2 separate regions of the Mus musculus genome follow, and region 1 is linked to region 2. Evidence: chromatin contacts called from public HiChIP or PLAC-seq data. All regions are on one chromosome and are shown on one strand. Each heading gives the region's core, a stretch centred on a gene start, on an enhancer-like site or on the middle of the called end of the contact. The rest is flanking DNA. Distances are from core to core; before and after follow the strand shown.

Region 1 (4,769 bases), core at 197-2,696, 500 kb before region 2:
CAAAAGGGTGAAAGAAATAGATAGAGCTCTGCCCAGGCACAAGCTCTATACCACTTGCCCTCAGTGACCAGGAAAGCTGAGAGCAAGTAAGTCTGGGGGCCCCACCCCAAAATGTTATCATTCAATGCCGGGCACCTCTGGGCCAGATATTATGGGGCCACAACTGAGGGCTCTATTCTACCTTGTCTCTCTCTAAAGCTGAATGCTAGATGGTCCAAGATGCCCACTCACATGATGGACAGAGATTACTCCTCACCGGAGTAGAGGACAAGGTGTCCTAATTCCTCAAACACAGGGGCCACAGACCAGGGACCTATTAGTGGATAAATGACTGGATGGCCAGCTTCTGTGGGAAGGATCCTTGACCAGGCTCAAAGGCCACGCTCTCGTGTAGAAAGAGCTGGCAGTTTGAAGACATCATTTAGCCCTGCCTGAATCTGTAGAGCCAAGTGGGCAGCAGGCAAGGAGGTGTCCTGGCTAAGGACAATGCTGGCCTGCTTATCTGGTGGTTCTCTTGAAGTGCTGGCCACAGCCTGGAGGCCAGTGCCACACCAGGAAAAAGCAGAGGCCATGAAGTGTCAACTCATACCTTCTGGGCTACAGTGCCAGGGATGAGCCAGCCAGAACCTGCTGAAGAAACCTTTTCAGAAAAGGCTGTGAGTTGAGTCTTCCCCTAAGAGGTGGAAGTCAGGAGAGTCTAAGGGTCAATTCTAAGCTCCAGATTGGTCCCTAAGGCCTCACCCCTTCCTCAGCTCCAGGAAAGGGGTTCTGACCTAAGGATGGCTCCCATGGAAAGATCCACATAACCTGGAAGAGGGAGGAAGATGTTGGCAGCTCTCTAGCTAGGTACTCACAGATGAGGGGCATTACCCAACCACACGCAAACAGTGAGCCTGGTAATGCTTTACTGGGGCAGTCAGGGATAGAGGGATAAGCAGTCAGGTGTGAGAGTGGGCCATTTCCAGCAACCTACTATACCTCTGAACTTCCAGCCTAAATTGAGAGACCCACAAGCTCCAGGACTGGCCATCAGCAGGAGACATGCCTGTTTCGCCACTACGTCCCGTGTACTTGCTCCCAGCCACACCCCAACTCACAGGTGCTAACCATCATGCTGTCCTTCCTCACTCACAGGGCAATATGTCACCCAAGAAGACTAGGTAGGGCTAGCTTTGCTGCCATAGGTAGCTCCCAAGGCCCCCAGGGCCCGGCCTCAACCTCCCTCTCCTGGTTGGAAAAGAACTTCTATAAAATGTTACTGTGTGTGCTAAGGAGCCCTGCCTCATCCCCACTCCACATGAACCCTGAGAGCCAGATCCCATGAGCATCCTCACAACCCACACTACTCTATGTCACTCTGTCACTTTAAGAAAGGCCCTGGAACTCCAGTTCTAAAACCGAACAAGAGTGGGTGTGGCATGGGGCCAGCAGCCCAGCCCAGACTCATTTCCTGGGCCCTGCCCAAGCCACATCTCCAAAGGGGCCCTCACCAGTGGCAGAGCGTGGGGGAGGCCCACATGGTGTGCAGAGGTCTGAGTCTGTGTCAGACTCTCCCTCTGCAATGTAGGGCCTGACCTTGGCGCATGGTGCCACAGCTGCATAACAGCTGCCCAGGGCATCCAGGTTCTCCTTGGACTGGGAGATACTGAAGCCGCTGAAGGAGCGCTCCAGCTCCTCATGGTCCACCGAAGGGATGGAGATGGACGTGTCGCTATCCCGCAGGGCAGCCTCAGAGGGCCTGCAGGCTGGGGTGCCCTCCAGCCTCAAGAACTCGGTACTGGCTCTGTTGCCCCCACCGTAGGCAGACAGCGACCGCTCGTGTGCAGGGGGTGGTGGGATGCGTACCAGTGAGCCATGGTCTCCCACAGGGGAGGTGCCATGGCGCTGGTGGCTCTGCTGCCACGAGGTGGAGGGAGGACACTGGGCAGGGGGGATGGCTGGGGGTGCTGCGTAGTTCCTCTGGCCCGTAGAGCTGGTGGAGCGGACGATCTTAATGATACAGCCATGCTTGTCTGCATGGTCACGGCTGTCCTCTGGGCTGTGGTAGGGTGGTGCCGGCTCAGGCTCCTTGGCCCCAAAATAGGCCTCTGTCTCTGCTGGTGGGATGCCCATTCTCTGTGTATAGATGCTCACCAAGAAGTCGAGCTTCTTTTCCATGGACAAGACCTGTAAGAATGGCAGCTGCTGGGCTGGGCTGGGCTTTTGAGGAAAAGACCCAGGGTGTACCCAGGTGAAAGGGGGCAGAGGAAGGGACCCCAGAGCCACCCTTTCTCTACCCCAGACTCCAACAGCTCAAACACTGAGCTTACTGGTCAGCATGTGCCTGAGCTCAGGCCAGCTCACAGAAGGGTCTCCTGTGGTGGCTCCTAAGGATCCATTTCCAGGAGAGTGGGGGGTGGATATTGGGAAAGGAAAAGGGGGTGAAGAAATAGGCCATGTACAACTTCTGGCAAGTTCTTCAGTGGCTGCCCCTGCTGAAGGACTCTCCAGTGCATATCATGACCAACAGTTACCCCTCTTAGGAATTTCCAATCTCCAGATACTGTCTATGAGAAGAGGAAGAGTGGAAGATCACAGGATTTCACAGGGGATCAAGGGGCATCCCACACAGCTCTGCATCTCCTGCTGCATCTACCCTTATGCCTGGGTTGCTCAGCTACCATAGACTAACAAAATAAGACTGGGAGACAGCAGAGGCCATTCCCCTCCCAAGCCTCTCCCACCTGTTTCTCCACCTTCCCAAGCCGTCCCATCATGCTGGGGTCTTCGGGCAGCTCCGTTTCCGCTGGGCCTTTGGTGCGGTCCTTATCCGTTATTGTTGGGCCCCGCCCCACAATCTGGTCCACTCTAGCGGGAATAGAGACCCAGCCCCCAAATATGAGTTTGAGAGGGTGTGACTAGGCCCTTGCCCCTTCTTCCTGGGCTAACCCACAGCCCCCCAGATCTGGGCTCCAAGCCCCATCCAGAGCCGACCGGGGGGCAGTAGGTGCCAGGCAGATGGACACTGGTGCCTCATGATCTCAGGCCGCCTCCTGACACCTTGGGTCCTATTTCCTATCTGTTCCATTCCCGTGGGATCTGGCACATTAACAAGGAGTAAAGGGAAAAGTCTCCCCAGGGCCTACTCCCCACTCTTCCCTAGCACGGCTCTACCCTCATCAGTCCTGCCTCATAGCTCTTCCCAGGCCCTGACTGGTGTCACAGCAATCTGAGATCCAGGGGATCAGAGGTGGTTGGTGGGTATCCGCCAAGGGATCAGAGTAGGAGAGGTTGTGTCTTTACCCAAGTACCCACTCCCAGACAGCTTTACTCCAACATTAATGTGCCACGGAGTTCCTTGGACCCCAACGGGTATGACAGGGATAGTGTTAAATGTGTGCAGCAAGGACAACAGAAGCAGTGAGAGTGTCAGCTCCATGCATCAGGACAAGGGAGAAGGAGACAAAGGCCACATAGGAAACTGCCAAGGTACAACCAGGGGAGAGATGAGTGCTGCCAACAGGTCTTTGTGGGGTCGAGGTGTGTGTGTGGTACATGCACACGAGTGTGCTGATGCACGCCAGTGTAATGCATGTGTGCCCACATATGGGGGCACGCTCACACCCATGTGAGAGAGTGTGTGCACTTGTAAGTATTGTGCAAGATGAGAAACTCAACTGAGAAGATCAGTAAAGATGCTATAATACCAAGACGGGAAGGATTGGGTTCCTATCTGCCCAGTGTGGCACCGGCAGATCCATGACCTGTTATGCAGGCATGTAAGGCTGTGGCAGGGCTGGTGAGTGTCACGAGAGTGATCGTGGGCTGGGATCTGCAGGCGGCTTAAAAATAAAGAACCTGTGTAGAGTTCATAGGCCCTACACACCCAGAGTATGCCTGAGCGAGGGCCCTAGAGCTGAACTGTGTGGCTCACACACAAAACACACTCCAGCAGGTACGTGTCAGCAGGTTACCCCCCCTTACTTTCTACAAACTGGGGTGCCCTGCCTGCTTCTGTGGCAACTCCAGAGGAAGGTTCAGGCTTGATCAGCCAGGGGCAGCCTCTGCATGCTCCACTGGGCTCATGCTGGGCTCATGCAAAAGAGGGTGGGAGGGATGGCAGGAGGGACCTTCTGGCTCCAAGCAGATGTCAGTGGCAATGGTAAGGGAACAGGTTCCCTGATGTCCCAATGTCCACACGGTCCAGGCACAGATGCACAGCCCCTTCACTCCTGCCACATGACGAGCCGTCTGCCTGATGGATCTCAGGGTGGGCCTCAAGTTGCTTCAAGGCATCCAGGCAAGAGTCCTCTAAGACTCTTGTACAACTTCCTTCCCTGAGGTTCAGGCTGGGGCACCAGATTTAATCCCCCAGATGTTTCTCACCTCTTGGGTTAAGACCTTTCCTGTGTGTCTGTAGCTGCAACATAGGAGGAGGCTGAGGGGGTTCTGAGATGTAAGGGGCTTTCCCAGCCCACGGCCTGGATGGCCAGTTGCCATAACTAGCAGCAAGACCCACGGGACTAAACAGGCCTCAGTCTTACTGGCAGATAGCCCACTCTTCGTCTGGATGTCACCTGACCACAAGCTGTTCCCTATCTGCTCCCTCAGGGTCCCTCCCTCATGAACTAATACACTCATCCTATTGACCTTTGACCTCATGAGCAGCAACCCTGGCTCAAGGAGTGGACAGATGCTATACCTGCCAGTTCCAATTTTTCAAATTCTCCGAGCTTCCCAGCTTCTGTCCCCAGCTGACAGACAGGGAAGTGTCTGTCTGCCTTCCCTGT
Region 2 (4,840 bases), core at 1,251-3,750:
GCTGGCTTTGGGGTTCTCGTCAAGGGGTGGGCTGGCCTCATTGCAACCTCATCCTACCTGGCTGGCCTACAGCACTAAGTCTGGCAGGGCTCAGAGAAGGAAGCTTCCAAGTGGACTTCATGCATCTGAAAAGGAGCCACTCTGGGAGCCGCCTCGGAGGCAGCTCTTCTCACTACCTAGGTAACTTGTGGGTATGTCTACATCCCCAGACACCAGGAGCAGGAAGAGCCAATCTCTGTTTGCATGTGCATGTATGTGTTTATAGTTTGTCTGTCCCTCTGACTCTACCCTTAGATATGGTTGGCTGGATATGCCCTAGGATTGCTCTGGGAGGCTAATATTGTTCTGGGCAGGGGTGCAGAGTTAAGGAGTCCTAGGGAATCAGTTCTCTAAGTTTGGCTGGCTAAGCACAACAGAGGATCCTGACATGTTCCTTGGGTACCCCAGCAGGTCAGGATCAGTGGGTAGCAAAAAGGCCACAGGTCTGTGGGAAGCTAACATCGTGCTGGTCTTAGAAAGGGAAGGCTTTACTTAATTCCAGATTTGTTACTGCTTACAGAATAGACCTGTCCCACCTATTGATTCACTAGACTTGGCTCCAAAATACCACACCCTGACCCCAGAACTTCATCTTTACCTAAGATACACCAGGCTACCTGGCTACTACACTCCTTAACTTCCATCTTTGAGGTTTTCTTCTTTCAGGGCTCCATTTTAGGCCTCAGGGCTGTCTGAGGTAGGTGGTGCTGGAAGCTGCTGCTCAGTTTTCATTTTCCCCTGGCTATCCCTTAGGTAACAGCGCTGTCATCTATGGCTCAAAGCCACTCACCAGGGAGTTGCTGCAGACCTGTATGTATCCTTATACAGAGAAACAGAGAGAGGCTACTGAGGACCTAAGCCGGTGCCTCATGGATAAGGAAACTCCATGGAAGTTAGAGCTGCCCTGTAATTTGCATCCCCCATATCTTAGAAACCAGAATGAAAGGCCTACAGCAGAGACTGAAGAGAGGAAGGCTCATCACTTGGACCACCAAAGAAAGGTCTCAAGATCCCTCTGCTATGGTTAAATCTAGTCAAGCAACCCATCCCGGTGCTACTGTGGAATTCCTGCAAGAGGCAGAAGGCGGTTCAGAGTCATCAAAGCCATTTTTACAAGGTAGACATAGGACTGGGGGATTAAAGGCTTTCATGGCCTCACTTGCCAACCTGCCTCCCCCCCCCCCCCCCAAGGCTCTGGGTGAGTACCTATTAACTTCTCTCCACTCTCTAATCCCAAATCCATCTCCACTTTGCATATCGACATGAAAGCCAATGGCGGTGCTGGCTAAGGTCAGACAACTCCAAGGAAAAGGCCTCAGGGGCAGGCAGATAGGGAGCCAGGTGCTGGGAAAGGCAATAGGAGAAACCTCAAGCTGGGCTTTAGTCTACCAGCGACTCCCTCCCCTACTGCTGCCAGTGCCTGAGGCACCAGGGCAGTTTGTATCTTCTCAAGGTGTATCCCCAGGAACCTTCGGAGGAGGAATTTGGCCACGGCCTCACAAAGTCTGACTCCTGGTCAGAATGCCTGGAGTGTGTGAACTAGCTGGGATTCACCTCATCCACTGCCAGCACCTCACTTTCTAAAGGCGTCCGGGGTTACAGCTTCTCAGGCGGTGCACTGTGGCATGCAAAGCCGGAAGACATTTGGCCTTCAACTGACTCATACAGACCGGAAGAGGTGTCACGAGCAGTTTCCAAGCATGGTCACTGCCCCCTGGCGGCCACGACCTAGAGTTGCTACAAGTGATGATCAGGCCGAGTGAAGACAAGGACCCTTAAGTCTCCTACTTCCTACAAGGACCCTTATCTCCCCTTCCATTCTCCTGAAAGCCTCGAAAGTCTCAAAGGCCCCCAAACTCTCGGACAGGTGGCAATCACCACCCCATCTTACATTCACAAGCACCACTGGCCGCCAGGTGCAACTTTGCGCTCAATTTCGACGAACTCAGAAGGTCGAACACGCCTACCGCCCAGCTGGGGGCCCAGAGCCAAGTGCGCACCCACTAGGAACAGAGACCCACGCTAAAGATGTCAAACAGGTTTCCATTCTCAGTGCCTCCAAAAGCTGGAGCTTGGGCCAGTTCCGCCTTCCGTCCGCTGGGGCCCTCCAGGTCGTCTGCCACCTCCCTCTCCCTGGCAGGGGGTGGCTGACACATAGCCCAGGAGGCCCCAGGGCGCTGGAGAGCCGCCGAAACCTGTCCAGGATCCACAAGGCTGTAGAGATCAAGCTGCCCATCTATGGAGATGCCGGGAGCCGTCCCGGCTCTAGGAAGAGATGCAAGCCGTGCTCCGACCCCTCCCAAGAGACAAGCGCGGCCCCTGCCTTATTCAGGCCCGCGCCTACCGGTCCTCGCACGCCGTTTCATTCTGCTCGGCCTGGCGGCCAGGCACGTCTGGGGCCACAGCAGACTGCAGGGGCGAAGGGGCGGCGCTCATTGAGGCCGGCGGCGCAGCCATGGCGTCCCGAACCTGGCGGAGGCCGGGGAGGCGCACCGGGAGGCAGGCACGCTGCGGACTACAATCCCCACAAGGCCGTGCGGCAAGCCCCGAGAATGACCTTTGCCTCAACACAAACTCAGCCACACAAAATCCCTGGAAAAAAAAAATCAATAAACATTTATTTGATACAGTGACTTTAATACATAGTTGATGGCCCACCACCGCACCACTCCGGGCCAGGGGATGAGGATGAGGACAGATGACCACAAGGCGGGCAGGACCAAAGCTCACCTCAAAACATCTTGCAAATAAAACACTTTGTAGATAGAATATATATGCATGTATATCTATGGTTACAAGTGATAGCCAGAAATGCACTTGTGTAATGAGAACTGCATTATAACCAAACCAAGGAACCCAAAGTTTAGGAGGCGCTGCAGTCAGGTATGTGGGGTGACCTGGGAAACCAGGTCTCCAGGGCAAGGGACCTGGGTTTCACCCAACAGGGGAACAGCTCTCCCTTCAGAACCACCATAGGGACAGGAAGATCCCAAAGCCTCCAGGAGGCACCATCATCTGCCTGTGCAGGAACATAAAGTGCACCCTGGTTCTGCATGAAATGTCTGCCCTTGGCACTTCTGTTTTTTTAGGGCAGGGCAAGCGCTGAGCCAGAGGTAGATCTGTAGAGACCCTGACTTTTGCATTTTGCCAAGGACCCAGGGTTGGTTTGGCCCTCTAAGTCTATGCCCACCCACCTTCTGTAGCTCTGCCATGATGGTCCCTCTTACTGAGGATCTGTGTAGGCTGGTGGTTACCTTTGGGCCATAGTAGGGAGGTGGGCAGACCGATGAGCCCTGCCACCATGGAAGAGCTTTACAGTCTAGTTTGCCACTACTTACCAGTCACCACAGGCTGGTACCTATCCAACTGCAGCTTTTGACAGCTGCCCCAAAACTGACCTCAAAGACTGAGTTAAAGTGCTAACATCAAGTTACCCAGAACAGTCCCATAGCAAGGCTGTATATGGGCTTTCTGGTTCGTCCTGGAAAACTCAGCCCCCAGCAAACCCAGGTCCTACTTCTCCCTACAAGTGCCAAGTACCTGAGAGGCTAGGGTGGATGGTCACACCCCACAGAGGTGTTGTGAAAAGTGCACTTTGGCCCCCTTCCCTTCCACAGTTGCACACAACCACTCCAAAGCCCCAGCCTACCCTTTGACACTGGATCATACCCACCTCTGTAGCCACCTCTGACCACATCAAAGTGTGTAGGAATTGGAGAGTCCATTCAACACCTACAACACACCAGGCCATGGTTACCTTGCCCAGAGTCAGAGCCTTTCTAAATACATGTGTACAAGGACCTCACCCCAAATCTCCCTGGAGCTGGCCTTCTTGGAAACGCTCCCTGCTGAGGCTGGGGGCAGGTGCTAGTCAGTACCACAGCAATACCTTCGGCACCAGGAAACCCTTAGCACCATGACATTAAGATTGTTGAGTTTTGTATAAAAAAAACCCAGAATTAAAAAAAAAAAAAAGAAAAAAAAAAGGTTGCTACTTGTCACAGCAACAAGACTGGCATCAACAACATCCAGGAGACACACAGAGGCAAATATCAAAATTCACATCATCCAGGATCAGAAGCAGAGACCTCAGTCCACCCCTACCAACACTATAAAAAGCTCGTTCCAACCCCCTCCAGCCTTCTCCTGGTGTGGCTCACAGCAGGGTTGGGAGATGGGGATAGGGTTAGAAGGTAGAACCAGGAAGGAGGCCAGATGTCTCTTCCTGGCCTTGTCCAACCTGCAGACCCTGTTAGCCTCAGGGCCCCTTAAAGAAAGGGGTGAGGCCCAGCCTAGAGTTGCTACACTGGCTGAGACCCCATCTTTCACTATCCTTCCATTTCTATATCAAATGACTGACTGCCACTAGATCCCAAGGGCAGATAAAATAAAAGGGAAAAAGAGGCCTTCCACAGAACTTGGCTTATAGGCCCACCTAGCATAGCAGACATTTGCAGTCTCTCCTAAGTACTACTCCTGAGCTAGGCTCCTTCTGGCCAGCCTCTGCTTCACATGGCTGTGGCCCCAGGGAGGCACCCCAAAGGGCGATAACCACAAAATTAGAAGCTAAAGGCTGGATGTGAAACATCCTAGTCTGGGCCTCCCTGAAGGTAGAACACACAGAGCTCTTTCCTTGCCTGGAAGGTTACATACTCCACCATGATCACGCCAGTCAAGTTAGGAGAGGCCTGAAGCACACAGGGATGACAGAGGAGGAAGCAGGCCCAGAGAGGTAGAGAACAGAAGCAAGGGGGTCAGAGGTGGATGCAAAAGGACAGATGAGTGGGTGGCTGTCAGGGCA

What was found. HiChIP or PLAC-seq counts read pairs in DNA pulled down with a chosen protein or histone mark.
Region 1: a contact with region 2 is called in an H3K4me3 HiChIP or PLAC-seq map of fetal liver, with 2.4 times the contacts expected there. The contact joins the enhancer-like site here to the promoter of Uckl1 in region 2. A contact is called at or near these places in 3 of 115 datasets of contacts at active chromatin or transcription factors (embryonic stem cells, fetal liver and microglia) and 2 of 9 other capture datasets (adipose tissue and liver).

What each region holds. Positions count from the first base shown.
Region 1 is chr2:181,079,610-181,084,378 of GRCm38.p6, forward strand. Kcnq2 (potassium voltage-gated channel, subfamily Q, member 2) reads right to left here. Exons shown (of 17, transcript NM_010611.3): 16 at 2,724-2,847; 17 at 1-2,166. The coding sequence ends at 1,444. Among named protein-coding and RNA genes, the nearest start is that of Chrna4, 43 kb to the left of the region's middle. Within about 2 kb of position 1,447, at least 17 of the 459 cell types and tissues checked have an H3K27ac peak or open chromatin away from gene starts, as enhancers often do. A contact at or near this core is called in fetal liver, where this site is marked.
Region 2 is chr2:181,579,473-181,584,312 of GRCm38.p6, forward strand. Uckl1 (uridine-cytidine kinase 1-like 1) reads right to left here and starts at 2,501. Exons shown (of 15, transcript NM_026765.3): 1 at 2,384-2,501. The coding sequence starts at 2,496. Zfp512b (zinc finger protein 512B) reads right to left here. Exons shown (of 17, transcript NM_001164597.1): 17 at 2,631-4,840. It overlaps Uckl1os (uridine-cytidine kinase 1-like 1, opposite strand), which reads left to right. Exons shown (of 3, transcript NR_027289.1): 2 at 971-1,156.